Regions from separate parts of the Mus musculus genome. Here all the other regions are linked to region 3. Evidence: chromatin contacts called from public promoter capture Hi-C data. All regions are on one chromosome and are shown on one strand. The core of a region is the stretch at or near the end of the contact, and the rest is flanking DNA. Distances in the headings are between cores, read along the strand shown. Region 1 holds the start of Wfdc10 (WAP four-disulfide core domain 10). Region 2 holds the start of Wfdc12 (WAP four-disulfide core domain 12). Region 3 holds the start of Sdc4 (syndecan 4).

The links. Capture Hi-C pulls out chosen DNA fragments and counts their contacts.
Region 1: a contact with region 3 is called in a promoter capture Hi-C map of liver. The contact joins the promoter of Wfdc10 here to the promoter of Sdc4 in region 3. A contact is called at or near these places in 4 of 39 promoter capture datasets (HPC-7-derived erythroid cells, cranial neural crest, embryonic stem cells and 1 more), 1 of 115 datasets of contacts at active chromatin or transcription factors (embryonic stem cells) and 1 of 9 other capture datasets (liver).
Region 2: a promoter capture Hi-C map of adipose tissue shows a contact between it and region 3. The contact joins the promoter of Wfdc12 here to the promoter of Sdc4 in region 3. A contact is called at or near these places in 2 of 39 promoter capture datasets (the 3T3-L1 cell line and neutrophils) and 1 of 9 other capture datasets (adipose tissue).

What each region holds. Positions count from the first base shown.
Region 1 is chr2:164,654,424-164,657,505 of GRCm38.p6, forward strand. It overlaps Wfdc10 (WAP four-disulfide core domain 10), which reads left to right and starts at 1,623. Exons shown (of 2, transcript NM_001039501.2): 1 at 1,623-1,775; 2 at 2,640-2,945. The coding sequence starts at 1,685. The coding sequence ends at 2,923. Wfdc9 (WAP four-disulfide core domain 9) reads right to left here and starts at 543. Exons shown (of 4, transcript NM_001160414.1): 1 at 460-543.
Region 2 is chr2:164,188,489-164,191,910 of GRCm38.p6, forward strand. Wfdc12 (WAP four-disulfide core domain 12) reads right to left here and starts at 2,070. Exons shown (of 3, transcript NM_138684.2): 1 at 1,950-2,070; 2 at 1,648-1,798; 3 at 743-1,195. The coding sequence starts at 2,031. The coding sequence ends at 1,171. It overlaps A730032A03Rik (a long non-coding RNA gene), which reads left to right. Exons shown (of 4, transcript XR_003954086.1): 3 at 1,674-1,824.
Region 3 is chr2:164,441,444-164,444,635 of GRCm38.p6, forward strand. It overlaps Sdc4 (syndecan 4), which reads right to left and starts at 1,745. Exons shown (of 5, transcript NM_011521.2): 1 at 1,647-1,745. The coding sequence starts at 1,721.

The DNA.
Region 1 (3,082 bases), core at 373-2,872, 210 kb after region 3:
ACATAGGCAGGATGAAAAATGGCAATCTCCAAGTTCAGTGAAAGACTCTATCTCAAGGGGATGAGGTAGGGAGTGACAGAGAAGGGTACCCAATGTCCTCTTCTGTTACACACACACACACACACACACACACACAGATACACACACACAGATACACACACATACAGATACACACACACACACAGATACACACACACACACACACACACACAAAGAGGTCTAGCACTCTCAAAGAGCAGACTCCTCTCAACTTGGCCTACAGGATTACAGGTGTGTGTGTGTGTGTGTGTGTGTGTGTGTGTGTGTGTGTACACTGGTGCTCTGCACAGTATATGCTAAGACTGCACACACTTGGCCAAGGAGGACGAACCGTACAAAGACAGAGCTCGGGGTTTGGAAGCCCCAGTGTGACAGTGTGGGAACACACTGAGGGGAAACTGATGAGGAGGAAAATGGTACCTGCTGTGGTTTGTAGTCTGTTCCCCAAAGGTTCCTGTGCTGGAGCCGTGGTCCCCAGAGTAACAATAGTAAGAGGGATATAACCTTTAAGAGGTGGGGCCAAGCCGGAGATATGTAGGTCCTCTGGTATGCAGAGATGGGGGTGTGGGGCATGAAGGTGGGCATATTGGGGACTGAGAATTCAGAGGCAGTGGGTGGAGAAGGTTGAGAACGGATAGGATCAATACACATTATACACAGGTATGAGGTTGTCAGAGGATAAAGAAAAGATATTTTAAAAAGCCAGGAACAAAATTTCAGAGTCTTTACGGTGCTGCGGATGGATCTGGATGTGCAGACTGTAACCATCTCCTGGGCACTCCTCAATCCCTGCTCATCCCTTCCTTGCCTGCTGCCCACAGCCCCACCTTGCTCAGCCTTGAGCATCTTGCAGAACATCGTGAATTAGGACATACATGATGGTGTGTGTGTGACATAAGTGAAATCACTGACGGAAAGGCATCTTGGGAGACGGTTACAGGATTAAATAAAAAGGGCAGAAGATGGGTCTGAGCCAAAACGAGACTCTGTGTGGCGTGCCCGGGGAAACTGAGATAATAGCGAACCAGGATCGAGGCTGGAAAGGCGGCTCGGTGGTAATGAGCACCTGCTATTCTCGCAGAGGACGGGGGTTCAGTTCCCAACTGTGGATAATGCTAGTTCCAGGGGATCTGATGTCCTGGTGTCACGTGTGGCGAGCACGCGCGCGCGCGCACACACACACACACACAGACACACACAGAGTAAATCTTTTTAAAAATGAGTCTATTTTATGGACACTAGAGGTAAACATCAGAATTCCTCACCAACCCTAAGACTCACAGCTTCAGCTCCAGACAGCCCGGCAGGACCCTGAGAGCCTTCTGTTTCTACCAACAATCCCGGCTCTGGCTCACAGACATTTGCCTCCAGGTCAGCTTTATCTGCAAACACTTTACTCAATCTCCTGAGCCCTAAACTATATATATCGTGAGGAAATTATGTTAGCGCGAAGAGGGGGCTGAAAGAGATCTCGTTTATGAGAAAAGCCACAGAGAAAAAGGGCAAGGGGCAAGAAAAGGGGAAGAAACAGGACGGCTACTGCTCTGCCCTGATTTGGCCAGCAGAGGCAGTAGAGAGGCCCCGTCCTGCTGTGGGAAAGTCTGCCATCCAGACTAGATCTGAGCTCACCGCCTGGGTCGCAGTTATGCTGTCCAGGAATCTGCTGCTCTTCCTTGGTGTGCTGTTGCTGCTTTCCCTAGCCGACGGAGGGGTCCAGCGAAGGCAGAGATATGAAGGTAGGTGGTTGGATGAGTAGGGTTTGTGGGTAGCTGGCAAGGAGCAACTGAGAACAGACCCAGAAGGGATACGACTGCATACTCTGCTCCGCAGTACTGTCCTGACTCTGGGTGACCACGGCCCCTCAGCTATGGTTCCGGACACAGTGATAAGGTGCACAGTGAACGTGCGATTCTCACCCTTTGTTCCAAAGATTCAGAAACAAACGGTGATGGAAGGGGCCCCATGGTTGAAAATCCAGGGGGCAAACTTTCGTACTTGGGAGGGCTTAAACTCTCAGAGGTGTTCAGTGGGGAAGAGGGGTGTAGAAATGGGCATAGGTGCAGAAACCAAAACATTGATCATGAAAGAGGTAGGGATGGAGTTGCCACCTGGGGTGGGGGGTGGGGGTGGGTAAAAAGTAAATGATGAAGAGGACAGAACACTTCACTAGACAGCAAGACAGCAGAGGAAACAGAGAGGCTGGAGGCCGATTTGTTAGCCTCACGGACCCTGAGAATTCTAAGGAGCTGAAAGGGTCCGTGAACTACCTCCGGTTTCTATGAGCCGGGTAAGAATACACATTTCACAGAGATGGCGCCATTGCGGCTCTTTCTACTAGGAGAGATTGGTCGTGGGTGTAGGTATGAGGAAGAGGAAGAGGGGACCCAGACACGAATAGCTATAGGGAGGTGGTGAGATTATCACGGGGCATGAGATTTAAAACACAACTGATCAGCAGGACTGAGCACAAACAGAAAAGTTGCCTGGGAAAATGCAGGCACAGCGGGAGTGTTCAGCACACTGCTGGAACTTTAAGCTCAAGAGGGATTCTCTCCAGGCAGCCACTCTGCTCACCTACCTGACCGTCCCCCTTTTTGTAGCACCAGTTCACACTGAGATCAAGGAGTGTGAGGGGAAGCCCAAACGGTATCTGTGCAGCCGCCATTGTGAAGCCCACCAAGACTGCCAAGCAAATAACATCTGCTGCTCCGCTGCATGTGGCAATGTTTGCGTGAACCTGTTGGATAAAGACGTATGGGAGATGCCTGTCACCCCTCCCTCTGACTATGTCTACCCAGAGAGTGGGTCCCCGCCCAGCTTTGAAGGAGATATGATTCTGCCTGGAATTACCTTGTCATCTCTCACCACTGCTGTTACTAAATAAACAAGCACCTGCCTCCTTCATATACACTCTTAATAATCACTGATGCCCAGTGCGCTCCTCTCGGGCCCAGTTCCCACCCCCACCCCTTGTTGGTAATTTGTCTCTAGTTTGTCCTGTTGTCTTGTGCACCCACTCCAATTCCAGGAGGCTCCAGCACAC
Region 2 (3,422 bases), core at 820-3,319, 250 kb before region 3:
ATTGAGATTGCAAATTCTAGAGGGTTTAGATTGTAGTTATATATGAACGATGTTGATCAGGATGGACATCCTTGCCTTGTGAACACTTGGTGTTTGCAGAAAAGCAGGCATATATATGCATTGTATTCTATATGCAATATGTAAGAAATTACACACACACACACACATGCGTGCACACACACGCACATATTTTATATATTCTCTAGTACTTTAATACACAAACAAAATGTATTTAGATCATCTCTCTCATTTCTCCCTCCAAGTCCCCCTGATTCCTCTCCACACTTCCCTCTCAATCCCAATTCCTCTCTCTCTTAAAAATAACCCACTGAATCTAATTAGTGTGCCCATACACCCGTGGGTGTGCAGTACCATCCACTGGGGCACTGGCACCCCACCACGGGCCACACCACTGAGGAACGATGACTCTGCCCCCTCTAGTGGCCGTCAACAGACATGGCTCCTCTACTAAGGGTGACTAGACTGATCTGTGCAGGTCTTGTGCTGGCTACAACAGTTGCTGTGAATTTATGAGTACAGCGGCCCTGTCATGCACAGAAGACATTATCTGTGCCAATCTTCCAGGCTTTTCCTAGATGTTCTCTGAGCTTGGTGGTGGTGGTGGTTGCTGTGTGATACAGGTGTCTCACTTAGGGATAAATAATTCACAACTCCAGAGTCACTTTGTTTTACCTTTGGCCAGCTGTAAAGGCATATCTTTTTTTAAAAAAATCGTATTATGGACAATTTTATCCTATTTATTCAGATTTGTAAAAAATGTCATATAATAAAGTTTAATAGTTTTTCCAAAAAAATGTATATTTCCAGAATTATTCATGCATGTATATGTACATACATATACATACACACACAAACACACAAACAAACATACACACACACACACACACATACACACACACATAATATTGAACAAGGATTTTTTTTTAAACTATTAAGTTGTATTAGTCTATTTGGACCACTGTAACAAATTACCATAGACTGAATGGCCTATAAACAACATTTATTTCTCAGAGTTCTGGAGGTTGGGGAGTCCAAGATCAAGGTGCCCAGAGATCCAGTATCTGGAAAGGCCTGGTTTCTGGTCTTTGTATCTTCTTGCTGTGTCCTTCCACGGTGGAAGCAGTCCTCTGAGGCCATTTTTATGAGATATCACACCTTACTCTGAGGGATCTGTCTACAAAAGAGGAGGAGAACCCGCTGAAGAGGGATGCTCACACTGGGGACAGGCTGGATGGATAGGCTGTTCCTTCTTTTGCACACAAGGACTCGGAGACCAGGTTGCCCACGGGCTGCCCGTTTCTCCCATACTTTAAGCCTGTGGACCCCCGGGGCAGGTGCTAGGTGACAGCAAGTTTAGAGGAGGAAAGGACAGAGTGGGACTTGTGTGAGCAGTCCTGGGAGGAGGGAAAGCCCAGGGGCTTTCACCTGATTCTGCTTGGTTGACATCCCTGTCACGCCTTCCCCTTTGTACAAAGGAGACGGTCAAGGCCTCTGGTCTCTGAGATCCCATAAGCTCACCCCAGTCTCTCTGCCCCTTGACTCCAAGAATCGCTCGCTCTTCCATGCTTCCAGGAGACAGAGACTGGGGAGGTGGGAGGGCCGCGCACAGCACTGGGAGCTACTTACTCTTCACTGTTGTCTTTCACCGGCAGCACGCATTTGAAGCCACATTGCCAGAAGCAGCATATCTCCTGATCTCCACAGTCATTGTCACTGTAACACTGGGGATCATCTTGCCTGATGCAGCGGACGTAGTCGGGCGGGCAAACTCTTTTCTCTTTATTTGGTGGAAGAAGGCACAAGGTGAGTGGTGGGGGTAAGGGGTGGGGTGGTATCGGCAGGGGGGGTGTGTGGGTGGGCACTCCATCCCTTCCTATAATCTGGGAGTTCCCATCCCAGCTCTAGGCAGCTCGCCTGTACCCACTTACCCTCGCCTTTGACTCCACCTCCCGTTACCAGAGTAGAGGAAATAAGGAGCGTCATGAGGACCAAGATACTGTTTGGCCACATGTTGCTGTGAGGCTGAGACTGAGGCTGGTGCTGGTGCTGGTGCCGAGGCTGGTGCTGGTGCTGGTGCCGAGGCTGGTGCTGGTGCTGGTGCTGAGGCTGAGGCTGAGGCTGGCTTTCTACTGTTTCTGCTGGGCGTGGCAATGGGCAGGGCTGAAGGTTTGCTGATGACAGGGGAAGCCTGTGCTTTCCAAGCCCTGTCAGAAATGGCCACCATTTTGAGGGAGGGACTTGGGGTCCTTCCAAGATTTCCTAACTGTGAGATCCTCTGTTTGCACAAGAAGTCTCTGCACAAAGGGCACCCTAGGACACACAGCCTGGCGGCACGTGGCAGGACCCATTTTCTTCAAATCTGATGTTCACTATTGAGCCCTCTTTCGGGGTGGCCCGCCCTAGACAGAGGTCTTACTTCTTCCTGTCATATCTGAACTGGTCCTCAGCTTTTTCCTCACCCCAAGGAGGGCTCTGTCACTATGTGCTCCAAACCACGCCACCCCGTTACTTTAATGTTTTTAAAGCCTATTTTTAATGATGGTTCTTAAACACTTTAACTTCCTTTCTAGCCCACTGCCCACCAGAAGTAGTGGAAAAGAAAGGATACGGGGGAAGTGGACCTGTTTAGAAAGGGTTCTTGGGAGCAACTCCTATCTGCACCGTCAGGAAATCAGCAGTTCAGTGCACAGGAGTCAGCAGCGGCTCGATCCACTCCCAAACACTTCATGGCTACACCAGCCATCCAGTTCGGTAGAATCAGGATAGCTAACACGAATCAGCAGCAGTGTGACTACCTAGCAGAGACAGGCAGGCTTCGGCCTCGGCACAAGTCAGCAGGAGGGACGAGGAGGAACGCCAGGAGAAGTTCCAATCAGCCAAGCAAAGGTTAGCAAAGATCAGCAAAGATGCAAGACCACCAAGCATTTAGCTATGTAAGCAAGCCAAACTCCCTCCCATTGCTGGTCGAGCCTACTTTATACTTCCTCCACACATGTCTCCCCGCAGCACATGAGTCTGTCTAAGCTGGCATCAAGCTGCCAATTATCCAGAATCTGCAGAAGTGAAAGAAGCTGAAACAAGCCACAGCACACCACCAAAAGTTTTTTGGTGCATTTCTCTCTATGGAAGTCCCAGCAAATGCAGGTCAACTACACAATGTAAGACGGACCAATACCCGTGTTTCATTAGGGAAGAATCCATCACATATCCTTTCACGTGCTTGCTTTAGCAGACCATCCTTTCACTGGTGTCTGCTTCAGCGAAATGTTTCTACATGAGTCTGCCTCCGCTTTTTACCTGTGGCCACTTCAGGAAAACACTTCATGTGTTTGCCCCAGCAAAACACCATCTAACATAACTGACTCTCCAAAGAGCCCTTAAGTTTCCACTTCATCACCCCT
Region 3 (3,192 bases), core at 495-2,994:
GACCTCAGCCATCTCCTAGGTCCTTTTTCCTCACACTGCTCGGCCAGCATTCCTTCAGATGTCCACAAGGAAGGACTCGACTTCAGAATAGCCTTCAGCCGCTCATTTAAGGTTAATGCAACAGGAAGGCACGCTGGGCTCGCTCAGTCACCACCTTTCTGCAAAGATGCCTTCCCTTTAGTGGAAAGCCATTCCCTCATATTCTCGTTCATTCCACTCACAATACACCTTGAGGCTCTCCAATCCCAAGCATCAATAGATGTTAGACCAGTCTGGAATTATGGGAAAACGGGACCTAACAGCAGCCACAGGGACGAGAAGATAAAAGCAGGCATTTCCAAGTCTGTCTTAACTTCTGCCTGACTCAGCTGGTTGGTAGCTGTGTGACCTTCAGCAGGTTACTTAACCTCTGCCTGAGGACTAGTTTAAGAATGGTAAACAGGGAGGTTTTCTGAAATTAAACACGCTCGATTCCAAAGCCACCAGGAAGCCATCAGAGCAGAAACCAGCATGCAATGGGTTCCGTACCTAACTGCAATTGTGCTAGAGAGTGCATACACTCTCATCTCGAGCCTCCTGAACATAATCAACTATTCCCTAAATAAGCCCAGAGAAAAGGTGGCTTTCAAAAGAACATTAATGATTAAACTCCAGAGTCTCACTCCCCCTAAAACTTAGACTAACGGTACAAATGGCCCGTGCTCATGGGTCAGACCACCCTCTCCCAGGAACTGTCATGCCCTGTAAATTCCCTTGCCTCCTAAACGCCTGCTAGGACTGAGCTGATCCGGCCCTAGATCCTTGTTGACTCTGATCCTGAAAAGGAAAGGTTTCTTTAGGTTCCCTGGGATCTTTTCTCCTCTAGATCCTTCTCCGCACTCAGGTGGGTGCCTCAATTTCCCCGTGTGCGGTTTCAACCAAAACACTTCCCACAAAACAGTTGAAGCTCAATCTCTAGCCTGGAGCTGATCGGAAAGTTATCCTTTAAGTCCGCTCTGGAAAAATAAGGAACCCTACTTTTTGGACAGCCTAAAGCAGGAAGGGTCACCTCATGATATGTTCTGTAGATAGGTCAGGTGACCTTAGAAGGAGGTGATCTTGCCCCTTAAGTCAGTCGTACCAAGACTGTGGCCAGAACGAAGGCCAGGATTCAGTCTTCTCCATTCCCCAGGGTTTGTGAAACGGGGTCCTCCGCACAGCCCTAAAGTGTTCCAGCTCCCGAATACAAGCTGCCCACCCCGTCCCCAGACCATCTCAGATTCGAGCCTCCTGCTATGGACACCCAGAGGGCCACTCCGCGCGCAGCGCCAGCACTGGGATCACAAAGTAGGGGTGAGGGTGTGGGAGGAGAAAAGTTGACACCAACTTAGTCACGTCCCACCCGGGAGCCCAGAGGCCAGGCTGAGTCCAGAGCTCAGAGCAACAGGCTAGGGGTGCACGGCGCGTGGAAGAGTCTCCGGCAGCCTTCTCGAGACCCAAGAGCAAAGTTTCCTCACAAAGTTTTCCCTGTCTCGGCGTCCAGAGGGGGTTGGGGGGAGGGAGCACAGTTCGCGATGCACCCTACTCCCTCCGGATCCCGGGATTTGAGGGGACAAAGAAGGCACCCCCCAATTCTCCCCCCTCCAAGACATCCTTCAAATACATACCGACTCTCCGGGGACCAAGGGGAAGCCTCCGAGGAGCAGCAGCAGCAGCGGCGCAAGCAGGCAGGCAGGCGCCATGGCTTCAACAGCGCAAACCAGTGGCCCGGAGCGGGCGCGCAGCCCTTCTTATAGGCAGCAGCCCTGCCCCGCCCCCAGTGCTCGCCCGCACCGCCCGGAATTCCCCCGGGAAAGCTTAGGCCTGCGGGGTGCTGCGCTGGGCAAGCTGGAAACCACTGGGGTGGGACCCAACCCGCCCGGGGACCCGCCCACAGCGTGCCTGCCGGCTCCAAACTGACCTCAATCTGTAGCTCCAGGAGCTGCAGCCCATGATAGTTAACCGATCTACTGCGAGGCAGTCTGCCTAAAATCCGAGGATCACTGCTTAGCCCCCAATTTATAGCTGGGGAAACTGAGGCCCATAAACGGGGTAGGATTGACTAGGGGTCTGCTGTTTTTACCAGTCTTCAAAGCGGATGCGCTCCGCTTTGTCAGGGAGTATTCCCCAAGTGGCGCTTGAATTCGGATAGTTTTTGATTAGCAACTCTGAACCGACAACGACGAAATGGTTCAAGTTTTTCCAGGCCTGCTGTCGAAATTATTCCAACCCCAGGGCGCCAGCGCAGAAGCAGCTGGAAAGACAAAGGAACGAGCCTGCCTGTGCACTAAACAGTGTGATTTATCAACTGAAGTGTGAATTGTGTGTAATACTCACGTGTCACGAAATAGTCTTACTCTTTTGACTTGTCCTCTCAATTGACTCTCTTATTTCTCAAGGCGGCTTCTACACCGGATCCAAGAATGTTGCTTCTAACACCATCCTAACAAAGTAGGTAATGGTAAGATTCTTTAGTCCCACCCTCAGCACAGATACTGATGGAATCAATAATCGAAAAACTGAAGGACACACACACACACACACACGTGATAGGGAAGGGCTGTCATCCTGGCATTTGAGATACTGAGGCAAGGGGACAGTCGGAGTTTAAAATGAGCCAGCTGGTGTCAGTGTGAAACCCTGTCTTTAAAAAAGTAGGGGGAGGGGCATGCTAGAACCATCAATCAAAACTTTTGATCTTTGACATACCGATACATTGTTCTAAGGGTACATTTGTGCATACATAATGTGGTTTTGGAATTAGGGCATTTTGGCCTGTCTTAGGATATTCTGAATTCACATACTTTCCAAGGTAAATATGACCCCTCGCCCCTGTTCCTCTTTGAATTGCCTAAACTAACCCTAACTCACTATGTCCCAGCTCAGCACTACCTCCTCCATAAGAATACAGGCAGGGCATACTCTGTCCTGTTCTATTCCTTGGCTTTCCTTATTCTAGCCCTTAATTATTTTCTGAGAATTAAAGTCTCTTGTGGCAGAGAGCTTTGAGAGAAAAACAGTTTTCCAATACTGACCGTGGGTTTATCTTGCCCCAGACTTAACGGTGAGCAATTGTTCTCAATTATTTGAATATACTTCCCTAAAAGTTGGGCACTGAGAAAATAAATGAATCACTCTAACTAGAATAAGAAACTCTTTCTCATAAGCCGGGTG